Regions from separate parts of the Zea mays genome. Here region 2 is linked to region 1. Evidence: chromatin contacts called from public Hi-C data. All regions are on one chromosome and are shown on one strand. Each heading gives the region's core, a stretch centred on a gene start, on an enhancer-like site or on the middle of the called end of the contact. The rest is flanking DNA. Distances are from core to core; before and after follow the strand shown.

What was found. Hi-C and Micro-C count contacts between places; a contact is called where the count stands out from the background.
Region 2: a Hi-C map of tassel shows a contact between it and region 1, with 2.6 times the contacts expected there. The contact joins the promoter of LOC109940179 here to the promoter of LOC103629684 in region 1. A contact is called at or near these places in 2 of 25 Hi-C or Micro-C datasets (endosperm and tassel).

Annotation. Positions count from the first base shown.
Region 1 is chr6:104,650,654-104,655,425 of Zm-B73-REFERENCE-NAM-5.0, forward strand. LOC103629684 (RNA-directed DNA polymerase (reverse transcriptase)) reads left to right here and starts at 2,028. Exons shown (of 3, transcript XM_020539364.1): 1 at 2,028-4,772. The coding sequence starts at 2,605.
Region 2 is chr6:105,199,792-105,204,913 of Zm-B73-REFERENCE-NAM-5.0, forward strand. LOC109940179 (probable histidine kinase 1) reads right to left here and starts at 2,079. Exons shown (of 13, transcript XM_020539365.2): 1 at 1,462-2,079; 2 at 1-231. The coding sequence starts at 11.

The sequences.
Region 1 (4,772 bases), core at 778-3,277:
GTAAGCATGCCAAAGGGTGGAATTCAGTGTAGTTCGGCTACATAAACCCCAGGTATGTGTCCATTTAGGACTGACCTTTACCATTTAGCTTATAGTGTATACCATACCAGTCAAAGGACTATTCCAAGTCAATTCAACGACTATAAGTATTTACAATTCTGAGAGATGTATGCAAAGCATAGAGGTCCTAGATAGGACGAGTAAAGTAGTTTGACGGGAACACACAATGGTTTTTCACACAAACATTGTAAAAAAAATCTCAGAATTACCTTTCGATGTACTCGCAACTTCGTGTTGCTAAAGTACTAGCCATTTATCTCAAAGTTCGCTTCATGCCATTCAGCGACAAATAGCAATGTGCCAACATCTGGTTGAGCAATGTATGACTGAGATTCTAGCATTTATTCATCTGACAAGGTCTTATTGCTTACTAATAAAATTTCAATTTGTGATGTTTTCTGTGCCAAAAAAAGGCTTTCATGCATTAATATTGAATTTCTTCAGGTTACTTCGGGTAAAACTTTATGCAGTAGGAGAGAGCAGAGATTTAACCTATCTGTGTTTCATTGTATTTCGATTTAATTTCCCAGATTTAATATAGTTGTTATGGCCACTTGGCGATATATATAAATATACGATGCCACACAACACAATCAAACAAAATATAGAGTGAAAACAAAATTGTTTACGAAGGTTGCGCATAATGTGACTTTAGGGGCTTGAACGACACACCACAATCCACGCAAGTACAAACTCTAGCGTTCTGGCGTCAACGTATGTGTGGCCATCAGTGCAACAACAATACAACAAGCCTTTATAACAAGCGCAACAAGCGCAATTGTGGCTCGGTAGTCGGGGTACACAATAAGTCCACACAACGTGCACAACAGGTGCAACTGTGGCTTGATGATCATGACAGACGGACAGTGCCTGCAGGGCATACGAAAAATGTGTGACTCGACGATGGCGGTCCGACTCAACAGGAGCGGTCCGATTAAGCGAGACTACGGCATAGCAATCACATGACGCAGCCAATGTCATAACTCAGTCAATTAACAACGCAGTCTGTTCGGCATGTCTGAGTACCCATTATACAATTTAATTGCTCAATGTGAGTCCGAAAGCTCAAAGCGACACAAATACTTAGAGCAATTTGATTTATGCGTAGTATAACCACATGTATTTCAAATAATTTTCTGCTATTTACTACAGGAAATAAAACAGAAAATAATACCGAAATTAATACACGAACATAAACACATCGAGTGCAAAAAGGTATTTTCTCATTTTGAAGCATATATTATTTTTTTGCTAATTATTTACTACAGGAAATAATTAAATAAGGTAGAAATTGTAACATAAAACATGCTTCATTCTATTTGTTATTTATAACAGTAAGTAAATAGAATAGATAAATTATACCAAACTTGATTAATCTAAAAGGTTTTTTTTTGGAAAATCGTAAGGCCCTGAGTTATAAGTCTATTATTTTACTTTTTTCAACCAACAAGCTGCCATAGCCCTTTTTATTTCTTTGAACCGCTGTGCAAGCACGCACGTTTGTTTACGGCCATGCAGCCTCGCGACCAGGAAGAAGCCCCATGGAAAATCGACCTCGATCTTATCTAGCCAAAATGGAGAGGAAAGAAATGGTCCACGCGAAGGACCCGCTCGTGGGAAACGCCCACGCCATCTCCATCTTTCATAGGCTAACGGTACAGCAGTACAGGCACATAGGCTCCATGTGCACCATCGCATAGGCTTCGTACGGCTGCAAATTCATATCCGCATGCGGCCAGCCATGGTGAAGCCCACAAGCAAGTCGTTGCATGACACAAATTAGCTTTCCTCTTTTTTTCTAAGAAAGTCAACCGCCATGCAAGACACGACTCTAACCGCCATGCAAGGAAACGTTAATCGCCCAAAAGCCATGCAAGCCTATTTTTTTCTCCGTCTCTAACCGCCCAGCCACCAGAGCCACCCCTACTCCACCAGGGAGTGTCCTAGTCGCCGCATGGAGGATCTGTGCGCTGGGGCCTGGGGCTTGAGGGCGGCCCGCCGCTGGATCTACTCGCTGGGCTAGTGGGCGGTCGAGCCGCCATCAGATCTGACAGGCAGCATGCATACGGGCTCACAAGCGATATACGCGATGAACAGTAAATTGCAGATCCACTCAAAATTTCATACCGTGATTCCTGGTTCGACAAACGGGAACGAAGCCTGTCGCGTAGGACAGTTCGGCAAGGCCGGGACCTGCCGGCGTGACGGAGAGTCGGTGCCGATAGGATCCACGAGTCGGGGTAGAGCAGTGCTGATAACGTGTTGAGAACTACGTTGCCGCAGATCACCAGATCTGCTCCCTTCCCTCCCGTCAGCAGTAGAGGCACAAGAAGCTGTAGAGAACCCGTCTCCCTTCCCAGAAGCACGACAGAGTAACACACGAGACACAGGATATAGTGTTGGGCCATTGGCCTCTTTCTCTTCTTTGTATTATGAGGTGGTGTACAAGTTCCTTATATAGAGATGTGAAACCCCTCAGAGATAAAGCAGATATTTGTCCACATAACCCTAACTAGGGTTACTTAACCTAAACAAGGCTGCCCCATGCACGATAGTCGGGCCGTTCTCACTGCTCAGCCCAAATTGCGCACGCTGCCGCGTGCTCGCGCGTCGGCCCGTTCTCATTGTTCGGCCCAAATCGCGCGCTACGGTCCCTCATCCCTTCCCTGTCGACGCAGCCGCGCAGCGATCGGACCTTCCTCCCGCCCGGCCGCCGCAGCGAGCAGCACGTCCACCTTCTCCATCTACACGCCGCTCATGCTCCACCGCCTCGCCCACACCCGCGTGTGCCACTTCTTCATCATCCCCACACCCCGCGCGTTCTCCAACGCTCCCGCTGCCACTCCACCCGCTGCGCCGCCGCTCTCGGCCGCGGACCTCGAGCAACTCCTCCGCCGCTGTCACTACTCTGCCTCCAGCCACCGCTTCCACTCTCTTCTCCCCCTCCTCTCGCACCCCTCCGTCCTCCTCTCCTGCGCGCTCCACCTAAGCCACCGCGCGCACCCATCCCTCCCCGTCCCGCCCCAGCCCCCACCAATCACCATTGCCGCCGCTGCCGCCGCGTTCTCATCCCCATCATCCCACCTCCGCCTCCTCCTCCCGTCCCGCATCAAGGGCCAGCCGCTTCCCGTCCCCACGCTACCGCTCCGCCTCGCTTTGCGCTGCGCCGCCTCCGTCCTCGACGCCGTGTTCGCCCCGCGCGCAGCCACCTTCGCTTACCGCGGCCGCCACACAGCTGTCCGATACCTCAAGTCCATTCCCAGCGCGTCCTGGTTCTTCCGTGTCGCCATCCCGCGGCAGCCCTTCGCCCCTCGCCACGTTTGCCGTCTGCTCGGTGCCATCTCCAGTAAGGTCGATGATCCCGGGTTCCTGGAGTTCCTGAACGAACTGTTCGTCTCTGATGCGGTCGCATTTGAGCTTGGTGGTTGCGAGCTCGGACGCGGGCTGCCACAGGAATCAGAGCTCACTAGCACGCTAGTGAACATATTCTTCAATCGTGTGGATGGAGAGATAATGGCCCTCCGTGAGGAAGTGCACAAAAAACATCCTAGAATGAAAGATGACAGCGTTCGGCATACACCTGTGAGAGTATATGCGATTCGATATCTAGATGATATTCTGGTTGTGACGTCCGGGTCGAAGATGCTCACAATTGAGATCAGGAACAGGATAATTGCAGTCTTGGAGAGGGATTTAGAGGTGAGGGTGGACAGATTGGGGAGCTCAATCCACAGCGCTGTATCAGAGAAGATTGAGTTCCTGGGGATAGAATTCCAAGCTGTGCCACCGTCAGTGTTGCACCCACCCATGTCAGAGAAAGCAAAGAGAGCAAGGAAGAAGTATCTGAAGATGAAGGCGGAAAAGGCGCAGGAGCTGAAAAATGCACGGGAGACGAGGCGGAAGAAGCTTGGCTTGAAGATACTGAACCACTTGTCCAAGAGGATGAGGAGGGGCGAGGAGTTTGAATTTGATTTCCGGATCGAGAAAGAGGTGCAGCAAGTGTTCAGGGACTGGGCAGAGGAGACAGTGGCCGAATACTTCGAATCACGTGAGCATTGCCGATATTGGCACCGACTGCTAGCATCAGGTGATTTCTTGTCATTGAACAGGGTGAGAGATCAATTGCCACCTGCTTTGGTGGACTCATATGATAAATTTCAAGAGACAATCGACAAGTTTTTGATGCCCATGAAAGGTCATGACCTGACAGAAGAAGAGGAGATTCTAGCTGAGGAGGAAGAAGAGGAACAATATGAGAAACGGATTGTCGAGGACTTGACAGAGCTTAAGATGAGGGCCAATGTGCCGATAGATCTTGTAAGGAAGGAGGTAAAGCTTGCTGGATTCACAAATTCCATGGGCCGGCCACGGCCAATTAAGCTACTTCTCTGTTTGGATGATGCAGATATCATCAAATGGTATGCTGGCGTAGGGAGGAGGTGGCTAGATTTCTTCTGCTGTTGCCGTAACTTCAAGATGGTCAAGACTGTTGTCACTTACCACTTGAGGTTCTCCTGCTTTTTGACATTAGCAGAGAAGCACGAGTGCACTAAGAAGCAAGCAATTAGCCATTTCACAAAGGATTTAAAGGTAGCAAATGATAATGGAATGGCAGAAGTGCACTTCCCAATGGAACGCGAGATCAAAATGATGGGTGATAAAAACTTGTCTGACCCAAAGCCTGTGGATGGTGCCTTGACGATGACATTAGT
Region 2 (5,122 bases), core at 829-3,328, 550 kb after region 1:
TCGTCCCCCATCTTTCTCAATAATCAGCACGGTTTTCTGTTCACATTGAAATTTTACTCACACATGAGCTGACTGTTGAACCCAACAGATGATGTTGCTGACTATAGCTGGTGACATTAATCCATGAGTGAAATTTAAATGCTCCTTGTTCTCTGAGAATCATATAACGGATAGCATAACAGTTCCACTGAGTAACCAATGCCAGAGCAAGAATCAGAAGGTGCTTCTTATCTGCATATACATCCCATTTGCAGCTCAGTACCAAATTAAACAAAAGTATGGTATCCTCAAAGAGGAATCAAATAAAACAACATATACTCCCTCCATTCCAAAATAGTATCGTTTTAGCTCTTGGTTTCTATGTTTATATTCAAATAGATGATGATTAATCTACACACATATTCAAAACACATACTTCAAGTATTGTATGAATCAACTAAATCCCTAAAATGAAATTTATTTTGGGATGGAGGGAGTACATGATAATAGATAAGTAGATTGAGAAATTTTCCAATGCAAATCAAATGATTACAGGAACTGGAAGGCTGCCTGGGGAACAGACTATGATAGAAATGATAAAACGAACACATATAAGTTTATGCCAAAAGGAACTGGTTTTGATGGAACACCTAACTGAAAGGCTGACTGTTGCTCAAAGAAAACTCTTAGGATCCTTTGGAACGCGGGAATTTCACAGGAATTATATAAAATTTTACAGAAATCAGATCATTTTTTAAAGGAAAAACACAGGAACCGTGCGGTAGCAAAAGCTGACACAAAGCTCAGCTTTTAATGGAATTCCAAACCATAAAGATGGAAAGTTCCATTTCAAGGCATACTCGAGATCATCTTTGGATCAAGTGAATAGTCAGTAACAAAAAAAGTGCACAACCGAATCTAAGATTCTGGGTGCTCCACCTGTGGACAGAATCAAACGCAACTGAATAACTGCACAAAACTGAATGATGGGTCGCTAACACAGAGATGCAAACCTGAGAAAACTAACTTAACCAACTAAACTGAACCCTCCAAGGGATCACACCGGACTCGTTACGGATCAAGTACGTGGCATACAGCTCACAAAGTCCAACACTTGGCCACCAAAGAAGGGCGCAAGCTTAACGGAAATCAAGAAAGCAACGGGACGCGCAAGTGGAAAGCATATGTCGGAGACCTGATCCCAGTAGGGTCCCTGCTCTGTTGCGCCAGGCGCGCTACCCATTCGACGAAATGCTGGGGGAAAAAACTCAAGTGTTCCTGGAGAGCTCGAGATCAAATCTCTCACCGCGATACGCCCGAGCAAAGTTGGCACGCACGAAAGAGCAATAAAAACAGCCAAAAACGGAACAGCCTGACTGAATAGCAGTATAGCACTACGCCCGCCACCCATCCGACAAAATGCCTGGCCGGCCGGCACTCCCGATCACTAAAACTCGCGACACGGAAGCAATGATCGCCCACCTGGAAGTACAAGGCGCGGCTCGGAGAGACGCCGTCCCCGGCGACTCGTCACGGCCTCGACGGAAGGAGCGGCGCCGCACGCAAGCAGAGGCGCAGGAGGCAGGTGCGGGGGGGGGGGGGGGGGGGGGGGGGGGGGTCAATGCGACCGGAAGCTGAGGCGAGGTTTGGAGGAAGAGGGTGGAGTTTGCAGAGGAGGATCTAATGGCCGCGAGCGGGGCGGGGGGCGCAGCGGCCATGTGACGAGAATAGTATAAAAAATGCGCGCGCAGTGGGGTGCGGGTGGCGGAGGCAGCTGGTGGTGCAAGGAATCGCGCCCGCAGGGGCGGAGGGGCCATGTGCGCAGCGAAAAAGAATTGCGCAACTGGCGACGCCCTCCGCGCGAGTTGTTTAGCCCTGCGCTCTTGTGGCTGGTTTTCTTTTCTCCGTTTTCTCGCCGGCCGATCTGGCCGCCGTCCCCGGTGCGGTGGTGGTGAACTGGTGGTAGTGGTGGGCGCAGAGGAAAGCGACGGGGAGGGGGTTAAAAAACGCGGCGGTTGAACCGGGCGAACGGGCAGCTTTAAATTGACGGCTGCGTCTGCGTGCCTGCGTCCTGCGAGACAGAGCGGGGGCAACGAGCTCGCCGAGTCAGTCAGCTGCCGGAGTGAATATACCATGCTTTTGGGCCTGTGGACCAATCCGATTTTGGACGCCCTGCTGTGGATTTGATGTCTGGATCATATAGTTCACCTGCTTTCTCAAAATAACATACAAATATTATAGATATTTATATCCATCAATATATTTACTGTAAAATATTTCAATAATTCATGTAATGATACTATTTGCACGTCGTAAATATTAATATTTGTTATATAAATTTGGCTAAATTTTAAAACTTATCTAACTTCTCGACTCTCGAGAATTAAAGGCTCCGCTTGTTTGGTTTTCTGTCTAAGACGACACAACTAATCTAAGCTTAGTCGTTCGAATTGAAAAACTAATATTAAAAGCTAGTTTGGGAACACCGTTTTCTCACGGGATTTTTATTTTCCCAAGTAAAATTAGTTCATTTTTCCTTGGGAAAATATGAATCCATTGGAAAAATGTAGTTCCAAACTAGCCCTAAACACAAAAATTGTTGTGTCTTAGACAAGGAAACCAAGTAGACCCTACGAACGACGTTTCTATGAGACAGACAAAGACAAAGAGAGTAATAAATACTAATAGTGTCTAGTGTCTAGGTATTGGCCCTGTTTGGATCCTTCAAGCCTGGCTAGAGCTAGAGCTAGTTTCTAGCTCTAACTCTATCTCAAACTAGCTCTAGCCCTCTACGTGTTTGGATCGAAGAGCTAGTTTACAATAAATGCTATTTTATAATCATTTGTCTCATTTAAACCTTTCCTTATCCGGATTTAGTGTGGCAAACTCTTGTGTGGCTTCTCCCACACACAAATAACACAAATAAACTCTTGTGTGGCACGCGGTGGGCGATACGGAGGAAGCACAGAGCCGCTGGCACGGCCATCGAACAGACCATCAGAGTCGAACAGGATGTTGCCGTACAGCTGAAGCCCCGGGAAACCATCAGTCTCCGGCGCCTGCGAGTTGAGGTCGAAGGCATCGCCGTCCATGGCAACGGTGAGGCTGCATATGCAGTAACAAAATGAGCCAATCACAGTAGATAAATTAGTAAATTATAATAGTCGAAAATACATTCAATAAGAAATTAGCCAAAACAAATCCGTTGTTTTCCTGTTCTTTCCAATGTGGCCAGTCGTGCCCCTCCACTACCTTTCCATGGATCAAGAAAAGAGGGAGGAGGAGGCTGAGGGAACGGAGGGAGGCGACGGCTGACCTGCTCGAGGACGGCGGCGTTTCTTCGGTTCGAGGACGGCGGCGCCGGTCCTTCCCTGCGTATCGAAGAAAAGAAATGGACCCAGGAACGTGCGGATCCCGTGCGGAAGGATAAGAGAGAAAAAAAGGATTTTGGTGGGCCTTCCAACAAACTAGCCCCAATAATCACCCCTTGGTGGGGAGAGTTTTTTGGGATGGGCTAGTTGCAAAAAACTGGCTCTAGCCCTCCTGTTTGGCTACTTTTGGGCTAGTTTGGCGCAAACTAGCCCAAACTAGCTCTACCCCTTGGATCCAAACAGGGCCATTGTTTAGTTCTACATCCACTTTCTCTCAGATCAGTTTATGAAAACAATTTTGAGGTACTATTGTCCTACCTTGTAAATAACTATTCCTATCATTTTGTTTCCGAAAAATATATATGTCGCTACTAACATAGAGCCCCGCGCGGTCCTGACAACGCTCAAATGGTTCGTACAAATACTGCACTATACTTGGTCTACCATGGTTTGTCTGATGCTGAAGATGTGGAAATCATGTGATCTTTTATTATAAGGGCCATAAAACCTAACTAGCCCACTACTATCGTTAGACAAATTTGTTAAATGCGCGCTAGCTACTAGCTAGTGACATATGTCCACATGTTCAAAACGACAAGTAAAACACAAGCGGACGACGGGACGAGCCTTTTTTTTTTTCTCATCCTTTACTGTCGTGAGGTTGGTTTTTCTCATCCTAATCAGTAGCAACTAGCAAGTCGTCCTTATACCCCTTTTTTCGAACATTAATAATTTTCTTGCAGCGAAACTTTTTTTATATTAAACGCTCCTCGGAATGGGATCATATTTTAAAAATCATATATGAATTCATAGCTAGATGTGGTAATGAGTCACGATTCAAATGCTTCTTTGTTGAATTTGTGATCCAAATTCTGCATATGAAGGCCGTGTTGACGAGCGGAGCGGAGGCCCATCGTCGAGAGCCTTGGACCGGGGGTGGGGGTGAAGCCACCGCGGTATATATTAGTGACCCTAGTTAGGTTTGCAGCGCGTCATCATTATTTACTTCTCTTGTAAAGCTGCCGTCTATGGACGGTGTTCTGTAAACACTCCATGTATAGTGAAGGTTTCGCATGGCTGATGTTCGTGGTTTTTTCTTTATATTATTGTAGGTTTTTCCACGTAAATCTATATCGTGCTCTTTGATTTGTTGATTGATCTACTTCGTTTTTTCTGTCGTTTCTACTAACGTTCTTCATAAAATGTTAGAGTTCTAAATAAAATTTAGTTTAAAAATGAATGGAAATAGAATTGAACCTAATCCGATCCGATCATTAAATCTTATAGTCTAAAATTTAGAGTTCATTATTGTCAACCTTGTTCATAGGGGAGAAGTAGGAGTTATGAAACACGGCAGTTTGACTTTTTTTAGGCGGCATCAAAAACAATGCCGCAAATTCAATGGATCCAGCGGACAAGCTTCTAGTGCACCATCCTTAGAAGTTAGAATGGAATCAATTTTTTTAAAAAATAAAACATGGTAAGTTCATAGCTGATGATAGTATGTTCTAGGACAGGAGTTATGAACCAGGCGCGGTTTGACTTTTTTTAGGCTGCATCAAAATAATACACCTACATATAATACTACAAAATGCAATGGATCGAGTGAACAATAAGACTCTCTCCAAGTCTCCAGCAATGCAAAGTATGTGCTCATATCCGCTATATTTATGAGGTGTTTGGTTTGATAAATCACTTTATCCAAAATAAAGTGCATCATTGGTCTATTCCTTAAATTTGGTGGAATGACTCCAATCCACATATTAGTACTA